Linked DNA regions of Mus musculus: region 2 is linked to region 1. A link is a contact called in public Hi-C data. All regions are on one chromosome and are shown on one strand. Each heading gives the region's core, a stretch centred on a gene start, on an enhancer-like site or on the middle of the called end of the contact. The rest is flanking DNA. Distances are from core to core; before and after follow the strand shown.

Evidence for each region. Hi-C and Micro-C count contacts between places; a contact is called where the count stands out from the background.
Region 2: a contact with region 1 is called in a Hi-C map of the N1E-115 cell line, with 8 times the contacts expected there. The contact joins two enhancer-like sites. A contact is called at or near these places in 1 of 484 Hi-C or Micro-C datasets (the N1E-115 cell line) and 1 of 9 other capture datasets (embryonic stem cells).

The regions. Positions count from the first base shown.
Region 1 is chr4:6,756,066-6,761,728 of GRCm38.p6, reverse strand. All of the region lies in intron 3 of Tox (thymocyte selection-associated high mobility group box), which reads left to right. Among named protein-coding and RNA genes, the nearest start is that of Gm11802, 58 kb to the right of the region's middle. Within about 2 kb of position 2,863, at least 1 of the 459 cell types and tissues checked has an H3K27ac peak or open chromatin away from gene starts, as enhancers often do. A contact at or near this core is called in the N1E-115 cell line, where this site is marked.
Region 2 is chr4:6,897,792-6,903,475 of GRCm38.p6, reverse strand. All of the region lies in intron 1 of Tox (thymocyte selection-associated high mobility group box), which reads left to right. Among named protein-coding and RNA genes, the nearest start is that of Tox, 90 kb to the left of the region's middle. Within about 2 kb of position 3,980, at least 8 of the 459 cell types and tissues checked have an H3K27ac peak or open chromatin away from gene starts, as enhancers often do. A contact at or near this core is called in the N1E-115 cell line, where this site is marked.

The DNA of each region.
Region 1 (5,663 bases), core at 1,614-4,113:
AAATTAATTTAATGTAGTAAGATCAGGGGACAGTCCTTGGTTAAAAGGGACATTACGCAGATGAGTATCCCGTGAGGGATTCCTGTGTGACTTTGTAGTATGAGCAACATCCCTAAATCTATGTTTTTGGGAATTTTTCCAATTACATTTATTTGCAATGGTACAAAAATTACTGAAATTTCTATGGGTCAGCATGAAAAAAGATTCTTGAGAGTCTTTCAAGTTTTCATAGCTTTTATAGTAGAATGCCAAAATTAACAAGTTTATTAGCAAAATTTCTATTCAGTCTTCCTAGGGCTAAATGATATAGAAATCCCATTTCATGCAGCATATTTCAACCCTGTTAGAAAGGATTTGAATACATGTTTTAATCACATAACAAAATATAACAGGCATAAACAGGTTTGGAAACTAACTTGGTTATTTATAGTTCACAGTTCAGCCTTTGAAGAATAAAATTAGGGTTAATTTCTCTTAAATGAATACATTATTCTGAAAAGGGTTTTGATTTAAAAAATTACTGTACTCATCTATAGAGAGAGTACACTAGATCTAGCTTCGTGTTTTTATCATGTCACATTTTAGAAGGGTACTTATGTCAACATTAGGAACTGGCATTGATGTATGGCCATCTTAAGTCCCACCACATCTGAATAGCCCTAGCCTCCCCATATGTCTACTTTTCATCCTACAATCTCATCTAGGATCCTTCATAGGTCATTAAACTCCAAGTTATGACCTATTTTCAAACTTTTCTTGTTTTTTTTTTAATTACTTCTTTTCTTTTCTTATTTTAAAGACAGTCTTAGAATTCACTATGCAGATTGGCCTCAGTCTTGGAGTGATCTTCCTGACTCTGCCTCCCAAGTGCTAAAATTATAGGTGCACACCACCACACACATAGCTCAGCCTATCACACCACAACTCCCTCTCTGTCTCCTTATAAGAAGGTGGGAAGAAGTATTGATTCAAACTTAGATTTTTGTTGAGAACAAGAGAACCCAGAATCTCTTGTTGTCTCCTAAGTTCCCACCAATACTGAGTAGAGGAGAAAGGCTCGGGTTGTTGAGGGGAAGAGAGCGCAGCTCAGTGGAGGCCAAGGCCAGGCTTCAGGAGCATCCCAGAGCATAGAGATCCTGCCTCGGAAACCATCAAGCTCTCTTAAAATTCTAACCTATTTTCTTTGGCTTGCCAAAAATCCTTTAGAATCTTCTATCCCTCATTCGTCCTGAGCTTCCTTAAGATTAATAAGGTTTATTCAGTTCTCGATTTCAGTTGGCTTGAAATAGTTCTGGATCAAGAGATTAATGTGGAGATAAGTTGTACCCTTTGAGAACAGAAAAACCATCAGTCGAGTTCTATTTCACAACAACCCTAAATATACAGCCGCATGTTCTTGGCTCAGTTCCGTGATGCTGATTTGTCTTTGATAGGGATTCTGTCTTTCTGGACTGTTTCTGAGTCCTTTAACATTTTCAGGGCCTTTGTCTGTTTTTCAGATGAAAATAAGCTAAAAGGTTTGGTTTTTCCTTTCTTTCCTTCATGCCTTCCTTTATAAAGAATATTACAATTTTCTTCTCTCTCTCTCTCTCTCTCTCTCTCTCTCTCTCTCTCTCTCTCTCTCTCTCTCCCTCCCTCCCTCTCTCTCTCTTTCTGTCTCTCTCTCTCTCTCTCTGTCTGTCTCTCTGTGTCTGACTCTCTGTCTCTCTCTTCCTCCCTCCCTCCTCCCCCCCCCCGTCTTTTTTTTTTTTTTTTGCCTGTAGACAGATCACCATCACAGTAATTGAGTTGGGTAAATTCAGGAGAGTGAATAGAATCTCATTTCCATTAAAAGCTACACTCGTGGGCAAAGCTTTCCAATTAGAATTCTATAGAACTGATGAGGCTTTGATATTCAGGACATACATAAGCTACCCTAGCCTCCTAGTGTGATAGCTAAGAATCATAGCTTTGCCATTTCCTCCTTCAAAACTCTTCCTTGCAACTCAAGCTTGCTATCTGTCAAATTCATGGCCTCTCTTTTCACTAGATTTTGTTGTCAACATGATTTTTCTTTTTAGAATGACTTGAGAGTTGTGAGAAATTCCTACATTTTCTAGATTGTTCCACTGCTGGAATCTGTCCCAGGTTTTTCTTATAGTTAGACTGAGATAATATATATCTGACCAGAAAACCGTACAGAACTGCCATTTTAATCACAAAAGAAAGAGAGGAGGGGGAGAAGAATGGGAAGGATAGAGATGGAGAGAAAAAGAAGAGAGAAACACGACATAAAGAAAAGGGGAAAGAGAGAGACAGAGAAAGGAGGGAAGAAGGAAAACATGACATGTGATAATCTGAAAACTACAAAACTGGCTCCTCTGTTAGTGATGGCCTCTGAGTTGACTGCAGACACTCAAGCGAGAGCCTGGAAGCCCTGGCTTCTGGAAACCTTTGACACTAGGCATTGGTATTTGACAGTTGATCTGCTCCAGACAGGGTGACCTAAGACAGCACCTCTGTCATCCTCATTACCCTGAGCAACCAGAACACATAGTGAAAGTGATGAAATCAATGACCAAGTTTTCTGAGGCTTTTTGGTTTTAATGTTGCAGGCATTCCCCAAAGGTCCCTGAATGTCTGCAGTGAGCCAGGCCTGGCAGGGATCCGAGTGCATGTGTTATGCCTGTATATCTTCATACACCACCACATGGGTGGCTGGGTCCTCTATAAGAGCAACAAGTGCTCCTAACCACTGAGTCTTGTCTGTAGCCCCAGAATCATTGATTATTGTCAACAGAGACTCAAACATACACTCATTTTGTGTAACCTGTATACTAAAGAATCTTCCAGTATCACATTGTTGTGAGTAAAAGGCCATCCTCATGTAAACTCCACTGTTTTTGCACTGTAACAATATCTCATCTAAACTACTCTAGGCTGAAGCTAAGTAGAACGGTGAGTTACACCATAAATTACCTAAGTAATCACTTTTTAAAAAATCCTTAGTATTTTTAAGGGATCTCTAACAAGGTCCAACAATGTATGTAGTAAAGATGTGCCATTCTACCAAAATTACCCAATTCTCACCTGGATATGGGGATGATCAAGAGAAGATGCTACAGATGGTGAGTGGATGTCACCCTGAGGTCTGTAAACATATTAAGTTGTTAAGACCAGAGAGGCAAGTGCAAGTGCTAGGTAGGCCTACAAAATGCCAACACCTTATTTTTAAATTGTCATTTGCTTTGAATAACTTTTGTTCATTTCCCAGACAGCAGGAATTTCTATGCCAGCATCCATGCCTGTTCTCCATCCTGCTCCATTGACCTGTTTGCTCTTTACCAATAGGTTCAGTCTGCAATATTTTGCCCTTTCAGCAAATCTTTGTGAATTCAACTTCAGATTATGCTGTGTGTTTGAGGTCCTTTGCTTTCCCCTGTCATTTCAGAGTCAGTACCTATAGAATTACTCATGGGGATTTCATTGGAATTTTACTGAAGCTATACATGAAGTTGAAAAGAACTTGACAACATCCAATACTGAGAGTTCCCACCTGTGAACACAGAGGACTTGCCATTTATTTAGATAACAGTTCATTTTCTTCATCAATAGCTTGTAATTTTCTATAAGACTTAGACATGTTTCCTTAGATTTATACCTAAGTATTGTATTTTTAGAAGACTCTTATAAATGGTGTTTTTAAATGTTCAATGTGCAGTTCTAGTGGCTGGCAAACAAAGAAGCATCACACCCTGCATATCTGTTATGTTCGCTTATTGTTTTCAGGTCATTTTTGTTGTTGATGCTAATTCTTTGTGATTTTCTATGTGCAAAAGTAAGCCATCTGTGACTAGAAAGTAATTCCTTCGTTATCTCTTTCTTTCTTTCTTCTCTTCTTCTTCTTCTTCTTCTTCTTCTTCTTCTTCTTCTTCTTCTTCTTCTTCTTCTTCTTCTTCTTCTTCTCCCTCTGTCTCTCTCTCTCTATCTCTATCTCTCTCTCTCTCTCTCTCTCTCTCTCTCCCCCTTCTATGTAACCAATTTCTTCCTTTATTACCTTAGGCCAGACATTCAATGCACTGCTTATTGGGGTGAGATGAAGTCCTTGTCTTGTTTCAAGTCTTATATGAAGTTTCCCATCACTGGTGTAATTTTAACTGTAGAGTTTCTATCAATACTGTTTTTGGTTTGGTTTGGTTTGGTTTGGTTTACGTTTTTCTTTTGTTTTTGGTTTTGTTTTTCAAGACAGTGTTTCTCTGTGTAGCCCTGGCTGTCCTAGAACTCACTCTGTAGACCAGGCTGGCCTTGAACTCAGAAATCCACCTGCCTCTGCCTCCCAAGTGCTGGAATTACAGGCATGTGCAACCACTGCCTGGCTCAATACTGTTTTTAAAATAGTATATTTTTATCAAGCTGAGACAATTCCTTCCCACTGAAGGTCTTTTATTGTTTTATCTTGAATAAGTGTTAGGCTTCACCATGTGCTGTTTTGTTTATACAGATGTGATCATATGATTTTTATACAGATGTGATCATATGATTGTTATACAGATGTGATCATATGATTTTTTTTTTATTTTACTGATACATCAGATTTTACAGAGAGCTATGTGAATGATGGTTACTCTTATACACCTAACATTCCACTTGATTATGGAGTATAAGTCTTTTGTGTAGTGTTGGATTAAATGTGTGAATATTTTATTGAGTTTCCATTTATGTTATTGAGAGACACCGGTGTATAATTTTTCTTCTTTATGCTCTTAAAGAATAAATTATAACGTCTTTTACTCGTTTCTAGCTTGGGGAGGCATTTCAAGAGCTCTGGTCCATTTCTTCCATAAATTTTGGGTAAATACCAGTGGCAAAGGTGATTTCTTTCATGGAAGATCATTAGTTACCATTCATTTGCTTTGATGGGTATTGGGTAGTTTATGTTATCTGTTTCTCTTAGTGAGTGTGTTGTTTGTGTTGATTTACTTCAGTGAATTTTGTATATCACATATATATATATATACACACATACATATATATATATATACATACACATATATATACATACATATATATCTGTATATATATATTCATTTTAAGCATGTTTGTTCACTTTCCCCTTTAATTACCCTTTTTGTGAATGAGTTGTCAGAACCCTTCTTTGTTTCTCATATCCACAGTTTGCCCTCTCACCTTTTTGTTATTTAGCCTACTTGATATATTAACAATTTTATAGATTCCCAAGTCACCTAGTTTTGCTTTGTTGGCTCTCTGCTGCCACATTCTGGGGTCAGCTTCTAGGGTCCTGCTCCAGTTTTTACTGTTTTCTTCTACTTCTTCATGTTCAATTGCTCTTCTTTCTCCAGCTTCCTGAGACAAAAGCTTGGGTGACAGGTTTTATATTATTCTTATTTTCTAGTATGTCCAGTAACTATTTCTCTCAGCATTGCTTTGGTTGTATCCTGCAAATTGTGTCATGCTTTTATTTTTATTCAGTTATTTCTGAAGTTAACACACACTGAGAAATTCTAAATAAGTTTTTAATACCTTTGAAAAGGCATTACGCTCAAGTACCTTTGAAATATTTTGGGGAGCAAGAATTTCTGACATTAATCAGTGTAGTGTCAAGACAGATAAAGAGAACCCTTCCTTCCTTGTCTTTGATAATCAATTAATAATTCAGGACCAAA
Region 2 (5,684 bases), core at 2,731-5,230, 140 kb before region 1:
AGACCTTTCGATGTGAAAAAGCTTATGGTCCAAATTCATATCACTGAGAGAAGTGAATGAGAGCTTACTATTCATGTAGGCAAAGAATGCATCCTGCTGAGAAAATTAATCAGGATTTACCTAAGTAAAAATTATAAACAGAAGTCTCAGGAGTCGTTGATAGGTTACAATATCTAGTTGAATCAATCCTGCACAAACTACACAGGATGATCTGTTTCTTTAAAAAATGCTCAGTGGTGTAAAAAGGAATAAAATTACATTTGTTTTTGGTCCTGAGTGGTTACAGTAGGATTATTGACTACCCTGTAATTCAATGCCCCATTTAACGAGAATGATATTAATTATGAGCACATTATTTTAAAAATTTCCAAAGCAGATTCTTTTGTGTCCACAGTGTGAAAACTCAGTGTCTGCCCATAGTCAGAGTTAGCTCTCCCTACAGTCCAGGGCAGCATGGAGGGGAGGCCAGCAAGTGGTTTGTGTGCATCTGGACCTTTCGGTGTCACTCAGGAAGCCTGGAAAATCTTTCAGCAAAAATGCTCATGCCATTTACCTCAGCATGACCTCACAGGCCCAGCATCTTGAGTCTGTCCAAGGATGTTTTATCCACAGCGCAGCCCACCTTGAAAGTTGTTATTCTAGAATATTCTTTATCCTAGAGTGAAATGTGAGGGCTCTTCTGCGTCACCGAACCCAAGGGTTAAGGTCAAGGGTAAGGGCAGAAAGGGAGATCCTTCCAACGCCTGCCCTGCCTTCCTATGCAGGTGCTTCAGATGTTTTCTCTTCACTTAGACCCTTGTCCATGAAACTGACTCAGCTTCTCTGAGGAGCATGTGAGGCTGCCATTCAAGGACATCTGACAACTGCAGTTTTCCTTGGAACATCACCATGTTAGTTGTTAGAACAATTTCAACGGACTACGTGGCGTTATGAGTTCACACAGTCTTGACTTGCAACTTATGGTCTTAGAGAAAATTTTTAAAAATTTAGATTACTTGAAAACCTTTCGAAACTGAAGCTTTTATGCCACTAGGGAGTGCAAAGCAGTCAGGTGTGCTTAGCCTTTATGCCATGGTTGTTGGTACAATCGAGAACGCACACTCTCTCTTTTTCTTTTTGAGTGGAACACATGAAGGAAAGCAGTTGCGAGAGACGGAAACCAACTCTTTTTCCATTCACCTTATTATTGAGCTGTGGTTTCCCAGCTTCCGTTTCTGTTATCAGAAGATCTGAAGCAAAGCTTCAGTTATGCAGAGAGAATGAGTTAACATCTAATCAAGTAGGAAAATAGCTTTAAACACCTGCTCCGAATTTGTAATATAATATTCAGAATAATATGACCTGGTAAATTACAGTTTAAAACCAGTGTAAGAAGCATGTCCTATTATAATGTCCATCAGGCATTTAATACCATTGTTCTTGTTTATTTCGTTTACTTAAGTTATAAAGAGTGTGTCTCATTCTTCTGAGAAATCTAGCATCTAACAGGTGTTTAATAACAGCATGCCTCTATGAAAATTATCTCAAGGGCACCCTTAGCAAAGGAGAGCAAGTCATTAAATACTAGTTTTAAAGTGACCTCAAAGCTTTACAATTAAGCAGCAAAGCTCACTTGTTATGCCTGTCTCCCTCTAGGGGATGATATGGTGCCAGGGACAGTGTGTTGGTGTTTTGAGAGACACTGGAGAAAGACAAAGAAAGGCAAATTTCTTAGGGTAGTATGCAAGCTGAAGAGAGAGAGGGAGGGAGAAGGGAGGGAGAGAGAGATATTAAGACAGAGAGAGATAGAGAGACAAAGAGAGATGGAGAAGGAGAGAGAAGAAGGGGAAGTGAAGGAGGAGTGAGATCAAAGTACAGTGTGCATGGACATGGCCTTTCCAAATTCATTTATTTCCAAACACAGTAGTATGAGTCTCTAACCGCCTCAGTGTGATAGCAGCAGATGTTCATTGCAACTACTGCAGAAAGCAGTGACTGTAGTGGAAAGGTGCTGGTCCCCAGCAGCCTGATGGAGGTATCACGCCTCCCAGAGGTAAAAAGAAAAATGGACTCTTAAAGGAAAGAAGTCTGCCTTTCTCATGGAGGTGATTGTAGCTGTGAACAGTAAAGAAGCAATATAGACACCCTCAACAGTGTATTATCCTTCATGATAATCGAGGGGGCAGCTAATGATTTGAGTGGGAGAGTGACTCAGAAGTCTACCAGACTCACACTCTACTAAGCTGTAGGAGTCTCTTATTGAAAATCTGCATCTTAGGCAGGTAAAGAAAATAGAAAGGAATCATAGTAAAAATAATTTATTCATATATACATAGACTATTTTGTTGCACGAGCTTAAATTGCCTTTTCCACAGCAACCAGTTTGGATCCAATTGAATACAATAAATGTCTTGTGACAGTGCTTGCATTTTTGCTTTGTGATTTCGGGCAAATGCAGAAAGATTACTGATGCATTCCTAGTCCAGAAATATGGTCTCTATTGATTGCGTTGACATGATAAATAGCAGTTTTACATGTTAATATTTATTCAGAGATGCTATTGCATCTATTATGAGCGTAAGTGCTTATAGAACCATTTATTGACATTCATTTTTAGTTGAGCCTAAGTTATCATTAGTGGTCTTTCCATAAATAGGCATTTGACACTTGAATATATTTAATAAAATGCATGTGCTAATTGTATTTGCCTGGACTCACAAGTCATGTTTTTAAATGGGGAAAATTAAATTGATATTTTTAAGAAATAGATTATTTTTGTTTGGGAGAGAAGTTACGCAAATAAAGACATTTTGTAAGGTAGATGGTTTATTTTCTCCTGGTTATTGAAAACCAAATAAAACAAAAATCCAATCCTGTCATTAGTGCTTTAACTAGCATAATTGGATAATGCTTACTTTTACATTGTTGTATGTCTTAGCACCCAGAATAATTCACTGCACACAGTAGACATGTGGATATTAATTATAAGAAACAATATATTTAAAGAAGAAAATACCAATCTATTGACTAATTTCTGCTAAAAAGAAAAGAAATCTTGTAAATATGGATTTCTATAAATGAATCTATTATTTGGGTCATCAATATTAAACAGTCTGAAAATGGCTTTCTAGCATTTAACATTTAAGAGAATAAAACTGAAAGCTGCAGGTGGGGAAAGATCAGTAGCACCCAAGTATGTTTTGTATTTAATGCCATGGAGCAACAGAAACACTTCAGAAGGCTGACCATGAGTATCAACCTCACTGCAACAACAGGCAGTGTTCTGGTCTTTCCTTAAGCCATATGATTCCTGTATGCTCTGCATTAAAAGGGCTGCTTTTTTAAAATTGTCTTCCTAGCTTTCATTTCCCATATTTTACAACCATCTTCAGACTGTTTGTTTTTATCCCAGGGTTAGTCAGCTATTTATTTCATTAGTATTAAGTGAAACAAGCCAACAGATAAGGAACTGTCTTTTTTTAAATCTATGTCTTTTATAATCATTTCTTTTTTAAGTAATAAATTTACATTTTATAATTGTAATCATGAAATTGCAAATGAAATCAGTTCTAGAAAGATTAATTTAGTTGTGCTCACAGCTGTGAAGATTGTGGAAATAAATATCATTTTGCAATAATGTATTCTTGACAAAGGGCATAACAAAAGAATGATTTCTATTCAGAGATAGTGGGGTATTTATTTTGCATGTTGGGGGAGGGGCATTCGGAGCCAGCTTTTCAACCCTGACCTAGTTTTGTAGCTGCTTATTATTCAGCTATATGTTTGAGAGATTCCTGTAATTTAATTTGGCATCCACTTCTGCATGTCTGCACCTAGCAGTAGGGGCTCATGATATTAGCAGTGTCCCATGCTGAATTGTATTTATTTTAAAACATCCAAACTCTCTTGGAACTCAGAAAGAAGGCGTTAATGTTACTAGGAACCTGCCTGATTGCAGCCAGGCTATCCTGTCCCGAGCGTTGCCATAATTAGTAACCACTGTTGACATTTAGATCCAAATTGAATTTCCTTCTAATTAAACCCAGAGGGGGTTGATCCTCTCAGATGTACAGGTTAATAAAATTAGTCAGAAACTGTTAAACAGTAAGCTGAATTCTCCAAGAGAGCTCTCCCAAAGTATTGTTAAGAATTCTGTAATTAATATTAAAGGCATTCATTAAATTTGAATTGTCTTTTTCGGCTTTGAGTTGCATATGGTTTTGGAGCAGCTATTTCTTTAATTAGGCTTGTTTCCTTTGATAACTACAGTTATTACTAATTTCTCTCCATGTTTGTACATTTTGCATTATAAACACATAAATACAAATCCTTCATACTATTCCTCTGTGCATAATCATACCACCATGATTGAGGAAGTAGTTAATAAACAATAATAAATACTAAACATAAATACAGTAGTAGGATGTGGTCAGGGTCTTCCAGATGATGCTTGTCTGCTCTCTATCGATCCTTGTCTTTCTTTGCCACCAAGATTCTGATGCTTTGGTGTGGGCTCTCAGTGCCTATCTCACAGGAGGTTTCTATGCAATCTTCACAAGGTTAGATGTGGATAGTGTGAATATGGATGGCTTCATCTGCAGAGGGAGCTCAGACTCACTTCAGCTGCCCTGTTAGTTCATTCTATCAGGGTGGCTATTCTTTTCCTCCTTTCCAGAAGGAGTGGACAAGACCACACTCAAGTATGGGAAGTAGAAAGGACAGGAAATTGTAACATAACCAGTCCGGGAAGAAAGGGGAATTTGGTCATTTCACCAGGCAACATCCCATTTTTAACTAGCTTTAGATGTGAGGAAACTTTAGGGACGCCATGCCGATCAATTGCTGTTATAATTGTTGTATTTATGACCTTATTTATTAATATCTTATATACTCTACAGAATAAGAAGATATCGTTAACCTCCTGATCTTATAAAAGCCTTGTTTCAATATGTTAATATTACTTTTAAATATGATTTCTTAATAAATTGTGGTTTTCTAGTTACTCGGTTGAGATTTAGCTGTCATTGTGCATTTTGCATTGTAGACAATGATTGGCTTCTTCCCCTTTTACTCAACTAAAATACAAAGCTTGGGAGGGCAGAACAAGTCTCTTGGGACAGTCGATTTAGAAATAGATTACAACAGGATTTGTCAAGGTCACTTTGATGTTCCACTCCTCAGGAGAGAGATAAGATCATGAAAAATGTTCCCCAATTTCTATTCAAAAAGAAAGGAAGAAGACAACTTCCTTTTCCTACTTAGGTCCCTTAACTAAATTGAATTAAACAAAGACATTTTGAGTCACAATCAAATTCAGATGGAGAAAATTGGAGGCAGACTAGGGCCACCCATGAGTTGCTTAGATAGCCTTTAATGTTCAAAGCCTACAGTGTTTTAAACTAGGGAATTCTTTTGTCTCGTCTTGTGTTGAGACAATGTGGATGTTTAGCCCAGGCTGGTCGGAGACACAGATCTATCCACTTCAGCCTCCCCAGTGCAGAAATTGCATTCATACGACACCATGCCAGGATAAAATGATTCATTTCCACACTTTTATGAATGGGATACATTATGCAACTGATAGAAGCCCTGTGTGAGAAAATCCCAAACAGGGTGTCCTTTAACAGTTCCTTAGACTCCTGCTGAGTGAAAATGGTACTCTAGAAAGTGTGAACTACCAATGAAGCCTAGTGGATATTCTGGAA